2 separate regions of the Zea mays genome follow, and region 2 is linked to region 1. The links are chromatin contacts, called in public Hi-C maps. All regions are on one chromosome and are shown on one strand. Each heading gives the region's core, a stretch centred on a gene start, on an enhancer-like site or on the middle of the called end of the contact. The rest is flanking DNA. Distances are from core to core; before and after follow the strand shown.

Evidence for each region. Hi-C and Micro-C count contacts between places; a contact is called where the count stands out from the background.
Region 2: a contact with region 1 is called in a Hi-C map of ear, with 1.8 times the contacts expected there. The contact joins the promoter of LOC100383237 here to the enhancer-like site in region 1. A contact is called at or near these places in 2 of 25 Hi-C or Micro-C datasets (ear and seedling).

The regions. Positions count from the first base shown.
Region 1 is chr4:4,780,768-4,787,570 of Zm-B73-REFERENCE-NAM-5.0, forward strand. No RefSeq gene overlaps it. Among protein-coding and RNA genes, the nearest start is that of LOC100501975, 51 kb to the left of the region's middle. Within about 2 kb of position 2,759, at least 14 of the 20 cell types and tissues checked have an H3K27ac peak or open chromatin away from gene starts, as enhancers often do. A contact at or near this core is called in ear and seedling, where this site is marked.
Region 2 is chr4:5,032,503-5,039,305 of Zm-B73-REFERENCE-NAM-5.0, forward strand. It overlaps LOC100383237 (Leucine-rich repeat (LRR) family protein), which reads left to right and starts at 4,230. Exons shown (of 1, transcript NM_001175899.1): 1 at 4,230-5,866. The coding sequence starts at 4,360. The coding sequence ends at 5,559. It overlaps LOC100193232 (putative protein kinase superfamily protein), which reads left to right. Exons shown (of 5, transcript NM_001138382.1): 3 at 1-204; 4 at 409-573; 5 at 688-1,140. The coding sequence ends at 930.

The DNA of each region.
Region 1 (6,803 bases), core at 1,509-4,008:
CGGTGCTAGTATTGACTGTCGAAAACTAACCAATAAAACTTTCAGTTATCGAAGTCGTCGCCGTCGAAAATAAACGACCAAAATTTCATTAGAAGGGCCCTAGCTATTTTTGGTGGCATCCCCTTAGCCGCTAAAAAATAACATTTACTTTTGGCCAACAATCTAGAATGACTGGTTGTCGTTGAAAATAGCTTATTTTCGGCGATAGTGTGCCACTGAAATCGAAGCGATCTCCTGTTATGTGTTGGAGATGCTCTTAGCTATTGGATGTCTCCATTGCCCATGATTCTCTCATTTATACAGAGGAGTGGTCTTATCCTAATAGAAAATAAATTTAGATTACAGTCCCTAAGTTTTTCATGCCAAAAATAGATCTAAACCTTAATAAAAATTGACAGGTTCAACATAGGATAGGAAAGGGACAGACAACTTTACACCAGGAAAACCGGCATTGCCAACTTGAAGAGAGAAATGCACATGTACAATTCATTATTCATTGAGGAAGGGGAAAGTCTATCCTGACCGGTTTTGGGAATCAACTAGGCCGGTTTTGGCTTTGTTAGCTCGAAAAGTTGTTTTCATTTGTCTCGGTTTCAAATAAAGTGATTTGAATATATTTTCTTATTGTCTTGATGATACAAACATGATAGGTGAGTTTATTAAGACAATAAAAAAATTGTTTCGTGATTCAAATAAAATTTGTTTGTGTTTCTTATTGTCACGAAATAGTGACCAGCTAGGATTCAAATATATTTTCATTTGTCTCAGTTTCAAATAATGTGATTCAAATATATTTTCTGAATTCGTTTGAATAGACCAGAATTTTCAAACTTTTATTAGAGTCTCTACATATCATATCATGACATGTCGATAGGTTTCATGATTTTCTGACTAAAACAACTGTATCGCAAGTTCACAATCATGTTTTGTGAGCATGGTGTTCGAAAATTCTGGTATGTTCCTGAATTGTTCCTAGATCCGGGTAGTTCATGACTTGTTCGTTTGAGCTAATATTGATACAACTCTATGATACAGTTGTGGTTGTGGCTGCTGGATATGAACTTGTCTTGCAGTCGCATCCGCCTTTCAACCTAAAGCAAACAAACTCTATAACTGCATAAGATGTCGATGATTTACAACCAGACAACTAGCACATGCTCGACCTTCACATATCCCTTCAAAGCCATGTCAGTGTGGATGATCAGTGATTGAATTCACATGAATGGCATGCATTATGTTACATGGTATGGAGAATTCTTAGGAAACAGAATCCCTTAGGAAAAAAGTTGAGTTAAATCGAGCTGGCCCATCTCTTATCGAAACATAATTTGCAATATCAAACCAGATTAAATTAACATATCATTATAACACAATAGCGAGTGGATAGATGGCCAATGATTTTCCTTCATTTTCAGATTCATTTTGAATTTTTGCATAGACCAAGATAATCTATCTTTAAAGGCATGTGAGTAGTGTTTATATATCATAGGAGCATGGCTTTTGTTTAGATATGAACAAGTAACAATTAATTCCTTGTTCTCATGCAAGATTAGTAACCGACTAATCAGAGCACACATATGATGCATGATCTACATATGAGAACTGGTCATGGTGGTAGGATGACTTGATACTAGGCCAGGTTCAGACATAGAACACTCATGAGTGAAAGATTTGAATTTGCTTGCTCTATATAATCTTGTATGCAACTAGAAATTCATAACTCTAGTTTTTTGCTATTGAGTCCTGACAATAAGTTGTATTGAATTTGAGATGTTGGAGCAAAACAATGTAGTTTGTTTCCAGATTGTCATAAATTAAGTCCCCAAATTATTAAGAGGTCTTAACTTGATAAAGTTGAAGCTAGGGCTGCACGATTTTCCATGGATTTTTGACGTATGCTGCTGCATGTTCTTTATTATGGTGCTAGTTGTCACAATATACTGAGTTGTAGCAATTGTTACATTTAGTTTATTGTACTGGAGGACGGATCAATATGGATACTATATCGATGACGCTATGTCTCCTTGAACTGCTAAATATGAATCATATGATAGTGACATTGTTTCTACTTCACCAACATTAGCAGAACCAAACCTAAAGTCATGCTAGTGTAGTAGAAGAAATAGATAGCGATAAAATACTAGCTTTACCGGAATATGAGGATAGCTAGGTCATCATGATGGCTTACCAGAAGACACTCAAACAATGAAATCTAGACACCATCGTTCCTACCTCACCAATGTAACCACTGCAATACAGCTACCGCTCTAGCTCAGCTCAAATGTTTGGTCTATTGGTATGATTGTTAGTACAATCATGTGTAATACCCAGATTTTAGGAAATAAAGATATTTTTATTTAGACAATTATGTTAAATCCATGTTTATTCAGTCCCATTATTTGTTTGAACCCATTTAAATAAAGGGATAATTGATAGAGTATATATATATATATATATATATATATATATATATATGCATCATGCTGGAATTTCTGTTTGTGCATTTAGTTTAAGTTGAAATTTAAAATTGGATTTGAACTTTGAATTTGAAAAATATAAATAAGAAATGAAAACATAGAAAAGGAACAAAAGAGATAAGAAACTTAACTATCACGAAGGCTCAAGCTCGGCCTAGGCAATAGTGTGTCACACTATCACCACACCCCCACATTGTCGTCCGGCTAGTGTACATGTGAGCCCTGCTGGTCAGCTACACATGTCACATGCGCACATAGGAACCAGCCACTGCCATGTGGGCCCATCCATCAGAAGCTTCTCCTCCCTCGCATCGTAACAAACTCGTTCGTAGTGTCACGCCAAGACTCGACCAATGACCTATCGCCCTAGGCTCCGTACTTGGTGTATATATGCATACATCGTGACATTCTGTGGCCATAGATTGAGAGAGCAAGAACCTTGGGTCGCCGAGCCGTGCACCTGGATAGAGGGTGAGGTAGCCGCTGAGAAAGAGAACATTAGTCGTCATCATCATTGTACGTCTATACCGCCGACCGAGCCCTGATCGATAGCTCCAAGCATTCACCAAAGAGGGGTCACAAGAATGCCAATGCTAATGCCTCACCCTAAATCCTAATCCACAGAAGGATCCATCTCCTAGGTGTCGGAGTGACCGGAAGAGTGACATCCTAATGGTGGTACTGGATCTGCCCCCTTTTCTACAGGACAGCGGTGGGAGGCGACGTCAGTAAGGACCAGATCCATCTCCACTACTGCAGGGAGAAGGTATGAACTCCTATTCCCCTCTGCGGTCGTGTTTTATGTGCACTGATCCAAGATGGATTAGTTCCCTGTTATCTTCTAAAGTAATCTCGGAGTTCTAAGTATACACAGTTAGATCCCTAATTTCTATCAGATATATGTTGCTCTGTTTATCTTTATACACTTTCCTCCTTGATAGCCTCTTTTCGGGCAAACCATGTGAAGCAACTTGGCTTTTATTCAGTCTTGTAGCATCAACTTTTGATGTTCACACTTTTTGGTCATGCAGTTTCTCTTTCTACCTGGTTGATTACCCGCACCATTCCATCCTGAATCATCGCGTGCGTTGACTTTTCTGTACACGAGGAACGATTACTGCATGAGTGGATGCAAAATAAGTCGTTTTGAGGCCATCCACCTGCATCTGTATATACGCCAGATATGGTCGTACCTGGCCGGCCAGGCTCGCGTGGGACTGGCTGTGCGGGCGCAGTAAACCAATCAGGCACTTTGTGTTCGGGGTCACTTGGCTAATGTAGCTAAAAACTGCAGATTTTACGGCAAACTTCATGAGGTGTCAGTGCTTAACTGCTTAAGTTAGAGTGCTACCTTTAGAGTGCAATGGAGTGTCATCTGCACAAATGATCTATAGTGTGGTTATAACAATGTAAACTGCAGAGTTTCATGATTAGAAATAAATAAAGGAACCACAAAATCAAGGGATCATACACTTTGCCGAGGTCATGTGCACAAGGGATTTTTTTTTTTTGATACGAGGGCATCACCATTTATATTACTTTCATAACAGAAATGCATCACAGTTCACCAAAGAGTACCTGACCGACAGACGGACAACCTCCGACAAAAGACGGCAACCAGAAACCTGAAGTTTCGCCAAGAGTTGTCTAGACAGCCTCTGATTCAGGGAGCCAGCACGCAGGACAAAATGGGCCATCAAGTTCAACGGGCATTAACCCACCAACATATATAGTAGAGTAATACAGCTACTGCTCAAGGACTCATGCAGGAGCCAAAAGCATAAAAAACTACGATCGAATCCAAGCAGGCAGCAACATTTTGTTCCTCGCTTTCCAAATCGCCCAGCAAACAGCTGAAACAACTATTGTATGCTTTTTTTTTTTAATTTGAGGAGCACAAACAGGCAGCTATGTCCAGCACTGCTTAATATTACCAGGAATATTATCAGAGTTCAAACAATATGCCACCACACTCCAAATTACTCTAGAGATAGGGCAATTGAAAAAAGGGTGATCCACAGATTCCACATGTTCACAAAAGCAGCAAGAAGCATCCCCATTCCAATTCCTTCTTATCAAATTATCTTTGGTTAGAAGCACATTATTTTTCAGGAACCACATAAAAACTTTGAATCTTGTTGGGAGGGATCTTGCTGTTCCATATATGCTTCATATATGGACCAAGATCATTTCTAACAATATGAGAATATATAGATTTGACAGTGAACATTCTACTTTTCTCCCATTTCCAGATAATCACATATGGATCAGAATGATACTTAAAATTCTCAGCCTTCATACATATATTTTCCCATTTCTTTAGCATATCCACACGAAGCAATCTTCTGAAAGATAATTGGGCATTTACCTCCCGGACCTGCTTTACCGTAATATCTTTGCAATCACATATATCATATAACTTCGGAACAATACAGCAAAGAGATTAATTCTCCAACCAACAATCCTCCCAAAGTCTAGTTTTATCACCAGATTTAGTAATCACTTGTCTACCCAACAAATAGAAATTCTTGACCTTCAGCATCATGCTAAACAGGTGAACCATGAACACTGTTAGAGACTTTATGCACATTTTTATTGTACATATATTTTTTTCCTAATTAACTTCTGCCAGAGCCCTTCCTCATTCTCTAATTTCCACCACCACTTGCAAAGCAAACTAATATTTAATAACATAAGATCCTTAATACCAAGCCCACCATTCTTTTTCTCATTGCAAACCTTTCCCCGGTTTATGACATGATATTTCTTTGTCACCGCCTCCCTGCTAAAAAAACTTTCCCCTGATGGCATCCATCTTTTTTACTGTTGTTTTGGGCAGAAGGTATATGGGCATATGGTATAGATAGGAGTATTAGACATCCAAGAATTAATGAGGGTGATCCTACCAGCGATGGAAAGAGCACTGCCTTTCCATGATTGAAGCCTTTTATCAATTTTTTCTTCAAGCTTGTTCCAATGAGAGACATGGAGCCTACTAGGTCTCGCATGAACTAAGATATTTCATGGGGAAAACGCCAATTCGGCAGTCAAATAAATCAGCATATTGAGCAGCGGTGTCGCAAGTCCCATTGATCACGAAAATATCGCTTCTCATGAAATTAATTTTTAAGCCTGACAATAATTCATACAAATACAAACTTAGCTTCAAATGCAGCTCTTTCCAAGTAATATTTGATACAAATGATAGTATCATTTGCATGCTGCAATATTGCAATGCCAGAAGGGTTAATGTGATCATAGAGCCCAGTAATCAAATCATTTTCTTTAGGCTTGTGAATCATTCTGGCCAAACTATCTGCGACGAAGTTGAAGAGGATAGTGGACAAAGGTCACCTTGCCTAACACCTTTGTAACTTTTAATATACTTCCCAGGTGCACGAGGGAATATGGTTGTTTGTTTATAAACAATGCTTACAAGTACCTCAATGTATCCGCCATTAGTTGACAACATTAGCTTTAGCTTTTCCTATCAGTTTGTTTTCTGAATGGTGCCTAGTGCCACCAGCTTTTCACTATTTGGAGATGCCAGACCAACCTCACCTCCATACCACACTACATATCTTCTATATCATCCTACAAAGATTACTATTAACTCTTATCTATCTACTATTTGTTTGGAAAAGACTAACATGAGAACAGACAAGTCACCTTATGAAGTTATCTGAAATTTTCTTGGTTTCTTGGTGTCCTTGGTATTTTTCAAAAGTGTGTGCTGTGACGTTCTTCTCTTCCTTTATTGCAGACTTGGCAGCACAACGTTCCTAGTTTCCTACTGATTGAAGTCAAAACCTATTACAGACCACATCCAATTAGTAAATCAACTGAATTAGACAGTGTTTACCTCATATTCTACTCCATTTCTCCTGTTTGAATGTGAAACTGATTCTTGGTAATCATCTTTCATGTCATGCAAATGTTGCCCTGGTACAGTACGTACCCTGGGAAATGTTAGCAGAAACGGCAAGAAAAACGAAGTAGATCAACCAACAAATCACAGAGCACGACACACATATTTACGTGGAAAACCCTTCAATGCGAAGGGAAAAATCACGGGCATAGGCACGGAACCTTTACTATATACGGAGTGTTTACAGAATGTCGTCTGTAGACGGTGGCTTACAAGAGGAGTAAATAATGACGACACACAGCAAACCCTAATTAGGGTCACTAATTAGGGCCGGAGTGTAGCGACGCCAACACGACCTTTATATGTAGAATTTAGATCACAAACTCAACAGAAAAACTGTTCAGTAGAATCGGAGTCCACTGGCCTAGCTCCTGTAGGCACATAATTTGCCATCTCCA
Region 2 (6,803 bases), core at 2,980-5,479, 250 kb after region 1:
GGGCTGGCGAGGTGGCTGCCGGCGAAGCTGACGCACCTGCAGGTGAGCGTGTTCGAGGGCACCTTCGGCTACGTGCCGCCCGAGTACACGACGCACGGCGTGTTCAGCGAGAAGACGGACGTGTTCGCTCTCGGCGTCGTGCTGCTCGAGCTCCTCACCGGCCGCCGCGCCGTCGACACCGCCAAGCTCAGCCTCGTCGCATGGGTATGTATGTATGTATGTCACCTGCATGCATGCACTGCTAGCTAGCTGCGCTGCGCATGGCGGTGAGCGAGCACTCGATCTGATAGATGATCTATCCGATAATGCATGCATGGTTCTGACTTTTGAGTTCTGACGACGATCCATCTCGCGTGCGGGCGCGTGTCTCGTCGTTGCAATTGCAACCATGCATGCATGTGCATGCAGGCAAAGCAGTACCTCGAAGTCGACGACGACGACGAGGACGAGACCCTCAAGATGGCCGACCCAGCGCTGGGCGGCCGGTACGACGCCGAGCAGCTCCGGAACATGGCGTGGGCGGCCAAGCTCTGCGTCCACGCCTCCCCGCACCAGCGCCCACAGATGAGCGAGGTACTACTGTCTACTACTACGACCCTCTCCTCTTCTGCCACAGTACTTGCATTGCATCAGTCGTTAGTATGCATGGCTGGAGGAATAATGTACCATGCAATGCAACACGTACAGGTGGTGCAGATACTAGCAGGAGAGGGGGCGCATCTACGTGGCGGCAGGGGGGCCCACGGGGTCGACGACGAGCTGCTGCCGGAGACGGACGGCTACGACGGCGACGCGGCGCCTGGGTACGTGGATGATCTGAGCCGCCATAAGGCGCTCGCCTTCGCCGTCGACGTCGACGTGGACTCGGACGAGGATTCCACGCCACCAGTGCGACACGCACCCGCCACCACGTTTGTTCGTGAAGTGTAGCTGGGCACGGTCGCACGGGCGGGCGGCAACGACATCCTCTTTTTTTTGTCGTGCCTGTGATGATGTGTATATTTTGCATATGTATATACAAAATTAAAGGGAAAGAATTGTCAGATTGCGGCATTGTGTATGGTGCGAGTGAGGAAGAAGCTGAGGAAATCAAAGGGGTAATTGAAAATTGGCATATTGAGTCACCGAACTGCCAAAACCAGTAAAACGAGTCTTGACTCTTGAGCTTGGTCGTCCATCTAAAACTGAATTTGTTCGAACCGGATGACAACGTTGCGTGTCACGATGGAGCGCACTAATGAAAGTCTGAGGTGACATAGAATGCTAAGTGTTCGGGATCCAAGTGACACCATGAGTCAGGTTTGAGGATCCAATTGATTTCAACCGTGCAACATGGCACATCATGTTATCCGATTTAACTAAATTTAGTATTGGATGGTCAGGTAAGTTTGGAGGACCAGTTATTCTGGTTTTAAGAGTTCAGGGAACTATGTAACACATCATATCAGTTTTTCAAAATCCCATCACTATTTAAATTGAATAACATGTCCTTAGAGGACAAAATTTAGATCACGTCAGTCGCTGGAGACAGTCCTATGATCTTAAAGCTACTAGCTGGCAACATTATTAACCGGGGTCGTGCTTTGTTCCCCACACGCTGCATGGCAATCATTGTACCACGAGTGACGAAGCTTCTCGTGCCAGAGCAGTATCACAAAAAAAAAAAAACACACACACACAACGATTAAAACCATGCGCTGGAGTCACTGGCTTAATTACTACAGTATATATATGCCAAGATCGATCACTGCGTACGTACACCTGGATTATAGAGTATTATTATTGCATTAAACCAAAAAAAATCTTGTTTTGCCACACCCACCGTACGTGATGCGAGCGTGACTGCACCTGTGAAAACTTTGTCTCTAACAGTTGGTAGTAGGGGGGCTTCATTATTCCTTCTGCACCATGTGTATTATTAAAAACCCACAAGCACCTCTGAATTAGCCGCCGCATTGGTGGGTGCCTCACTTTAGGGTATTAAATGCTAGATTCTTTGTCCTGAGAAATTTACTGCCATCCGCGTTCCAGAACGGGAAAAAAGAGAGAAGAGGATGTTTTTTTGTTGTTTGAATTAATTTTCTTTTAAAATTTCGGCCGCCAGAAGCTGCTGCGGACCACGCTATATATTGAACATGTTTATTTTAATCTTCTTCTTACGTAATCCTAACAATACTTAGATTCTCCTCGCAGTCAGATTCTAATAAAACCTTGTCGGAAAAAACCCATTGTTCGTGGGTTTTTTTTTTTACTTGGGTTAAAGGTGGTAGTACAAATTAGGCACGGTGGCCGTCCTGTTTAAGACGTACGGCACAATTTATGGTCATCGTACCCGGAGTAATGAAGATCGTCTTGTCACGTACTAGTATCCCAAACACAACAATCAAACATTCATGACCTACCAAATTAATTACTATTCCAAACAATACGAGACAGCACCAGCACCTGAATCTTATGCGGCACCGGCACCCATCACCGCGTGTGTATACATACATACATATGTAGGTATATACATAATAGTACTACTATTTATGCATATTAATCAGAATAAACGCTAAAGTTGGTATGATGGCGCTCATGATGTATTAGGATGTTCACTTCAGATTAAAACCAACTGTTCGTACTGCTGCAGATATAATCCATAAAACATAAAATAAAACACCGTAGAAGAAGTTGGTACTAATTAAAAATCCATCCCCGCAGCTCCGTGAAGGCGCATTATTATCGCATGCAACGCGCGAGACGACGGGACATTTGGATTTGGATAAAGGTGGTCGTCGTCATGCCGTAGCTAGCCTTGGTAGTCCATCTTTATTTTTTGTCCCCCCTTGCCAGAGACTTGATGCTCTCGCTTACCCATGATTAGGGCAAAACAAAGCACAACATGACGAAAGAATCTGCTGCAATGCAACAAACCTTTTTCCCGCCCGCCTGCCTGACTGCCTTGGCTGGCTCGTCACCGTGGCAAGCACGATCATCAGTCAGGACCGCGGGCGGCGCGTGGAGATTCGTGCTGGCGACCGCAGGCCGCAGCCGCGGTTGTGAAGCGCACGGGCTGACCAAGTGACGATCCTTCTTCCTTCGCCAGCCGCCTTGCTGTCTGCCTGCCTCCGTTGTTGCGCTGCGTCTCTCACCTCTGCACTCCCTCCGACCGTGGGGTGGCACTTGGCAGTAGCAGTGGCAGTGGCAGTGGCAGCTAGTGACCGCTGGCACGTGGGGTCCACAGCTCATTGGGCGGAGGAGGCTGGCCAGCGCGCCAACGCGGCGACACGATGAGCGAAGAAGGAAGGCTCCTGGGCCCACGCGCACGCTGTCACGTGCGGGCACAGACGAGCGGGCCCGATCGTCATTGGTGCGCGCCACCCAACACACCGGACACGTTGTTACCTTTCCTTCCACCCCAAGACACAGAGTACCCACTCAAGACAGGAAAATTCGCTATTTTGTCAATTCCAGCTTGGACTCTTCACCGTGACTATAATTTGTGAGATCGTCTATGTCTATGATTTGATTTATAAACCTGAAAAAGTTCACAAGTGAGAGTGACAAAATAACAAATGGCTCAAGATCAATATGGCACCTGCACAATCACACCAAGTTCTTGAATCACACCTCACCATATCTTATTAGCTAAAAAATAACAAAAAATAGACTACAAAGTTATGATGTTTTTTTTTTGCATATTCTCATAGTAAAAAAACGTATAATTTGATAGCTTCTTAAGCGTAAAACACTACACGTAGTTATTATGCGTACTTTGTCATACAGTAGCAAATCACATGTATAAGCTATAGCTTTGTCACGTTGAAGTTATGTGTGTATACATCGAAGTTTATTCTGCTAGCTATATATTAATACTATGTGTATATTTTTTTCGAAGAAAAAATAATATACACATATAATTGTCTGCCCGATCACACCCAATTCGATTAGAAAGAATCAGGTGAATGTTCACCGTTCTTGTGGAGCAACACATTGACCTCTCTCTCCATCCCCTGTGTCCCCTCCAGGCTCCAGCTCCGACTCCACCAGCACGGCTTCCGATGCACGGGCTCGTCTCGTCCAGCAATGCCTGAAGCTGCCATGCGGGGCCGGAGGTATCCGGGACCCGGGCGTCGGTGGGAAACACTCTTCGCCAAGCGGAGCCCCCACCGCCTCGGCCGCACGCACGCGCTTCAAAGCACAGAACCCCCATTCCCCCAAAGACCTCTCTCCCCCCAAGCTCAGCACAGCAGCAGCAGGTAGCAGCCACCAGTCCACCACCACCCCACTCCGCCAGTGCGCCGCGCAGTGAGCTGCTGCCTGCTGTCTGACTGTCACCGCTGCCGCCGCCACGCCCACGCCTCATCAAGCGAGGCAATGGCGTCGCGGCTCCTGCCGTTGGTCGCGGCGCTCCTCCTCCTCCTCCTCCTGACGGCGGCGTCGTCCGAGGCGACGCTGCACCCGGTGGACTACCTGGCGCTGCAGGCGGTGCGGCGGGCGCTGTCGGACCTGCCGGGCTCCCGCTTCTTCGCGTCGTGGGACTTCACGGGCGACCCCTGCTCGTTCGCGGGCGTGTCGTGCACGGCCGACGGCGCCCGCGTGGAGACGCTGGCGCTGGGCGACCCGCGCGCGGGCGCGCCGGGCCTCGGGGGCGCGTTCCCGTCCGCGGCCGTCGCCAGGCTGCCGGCGCTGACGTCGCTGTCCCTCGTGCCGGGGCGCGTCACGGGCGGCCTCCCCGCCGCCGTGGCCGCGCTCCCGGCGCTCCGCTTCCTCGCGCTCGCCGGGAACCTGCTCTCCGGCGACCTCCCGCGCGCGTTCGCGCCGGCGCTGCGCACCGTCGACCTCAGCAAGAACGGGTTCACGGGGACGGTACCGGCGCCGCTCCTCCAGCTGCGGGGCCTGCGCACGCTCGTGCTCTCGCACAACGCCCTCTCGGGCGAGATCCCGCGGTCGGTGCGGGCGCCGCTGCTCCACCTCGACCTGCGCGGGAACCGGCTGTCGGGCGGGGTGCCGCCGCTGCCGGGCACGCTGGCGTACCTGTCGCTGGCGGGGAACCGTCTGTCGGGCCCCGTCGGCGGCGTGCTGCGGCGCCTGCCGAGGCTGACGTTCCTCGACCTCGGCCGGAACTGGCTGTCGGGCGAGGTCCCGGGCGAGGTGTTCGCGTTCCGGCGCATCGCGTACCTGCAGCTGCGGAAGAACGCCTTCTCGGGCGAGCTCCGGCCCGCGGGGCGCGTGCCGGCGGGCGCCACGGTGGACCTGAGCCACAACGCGCTGTCGGGGCGCGTGCCGCCCGAGCTGGCCACCGCCGGCGCCGTTTACCTGAACGGGAACCGGCTCGCGGGCGAGGTGCCGCGCGAGGTGGCGGCGGCGGCGGAGGCCGGGCGGATGCGCGTGCTGTTTCTGCAGGACAACTTCCTGACGGGGGTCGGCGTGGGCGGCGCGCTGCCGGCCAGCGCCGCCGTGTGCGCGCACTGGAACTGCGTCGCGCCGCCGCCGGCTGTGGTGGCCGCGTGCCCCGCCAAGGGCGGCAGGGGACGCCGCCGGCCGCAGGCGCAGTGCCGCGGCCGGACGGGGTGAGTTGCTTGTTTCTTCTGTTATTCACACCCAATCGAGATCGAGGAGGAGGAGGAGGAGGGGGTTTAGTGGGTGGGTTTAGTGATGAATGATGATGATGGTCAGGACAGGACGTCGTCTCATTGCTCATGAGATGAAGACCCACAAGTGATTAGCAATAATTTTTGGTGTACATTTTTTAGTTCGCGGTTAATCCTGGGATGATTTTGTCGGCTGGACACATGATGTCGATGTCGGAGATCACTACTACTGCACTGCATAGGGAAAAGTTTGTGTAAAGGAAAAGCTAGGATTCTTGTTGGTTGGTCTCACTCTCACTCTCATCTCCGAGAACTTGTACTTTTTTTTTGTTGTCATTTGATTTGCACCATATATATCTAATGCATTTCTGTCTGTCGATGGTAAAGCAAATGCGAGAGCTCTGTTTTTACGCCTCTGCACTAGGTACTACAAAGCTGTAATAGTAATAGATAAGTAGAGCGATATGGTTGTTCCTGAATTCTTATGCGCGGTACCAGTACATACAATACGATCTGTATGTACCGGTGTCGAGGCTATTTGATATCGAAATCCAGCGGGACAGATACTACTACTAGTACACAGCAACAACACAACCTGCTGTCCGTCCATACGAAGTTCACTCAAATCCTGCTGTTTTAACGCCTAAAAGTTTAAAATTTCGTTTCGAAACCGTTATCGGCTCCTCCTGCCTCCCTCCCTTTTTGGTCCTCCTCGTTTGACCCCGTCCGTCGTCCAGCTTTCGCTTTGCTCGTCTTTCCCTCCTCCCCAAGTCCTCCGCTTTTGGAAGAGGCTGGGAACTGACAGGGAACGAACGGATCTCGTGTCAGTCCAGTCACAGTCGGCCAGTCTCACACACAACGACGACAGTAGTCTTCCATCTCCATATTCTTATTAGCGAGAGACCTTTGTAACCTTTTGACAAGGAAAAAAGCATGGAGAGAAGTAGAGCAGGAGGAGCAGTGCTTACGAGTACTTACTAGAGATTAGAGAACAAAGAGCGGTAGATTCGACGACCCAAAAATCTCTTGGAATCCGAGGGATCCCCCCAATTCATGGCCACAGATCTCTTTTCCCCTGTTTGGCGAGAAGGGATGGGATGATGGCAGCCAGAACATGGTTTCCTAGGCCCTAGCCGAAGGCCGAAGCAAAAGCCTGTTTTGCTCTTTTGGATAGGTGTGTTTGAGCTGCGACATTCTGTTTGTTTGGCTTTAATTCATACCGACTTC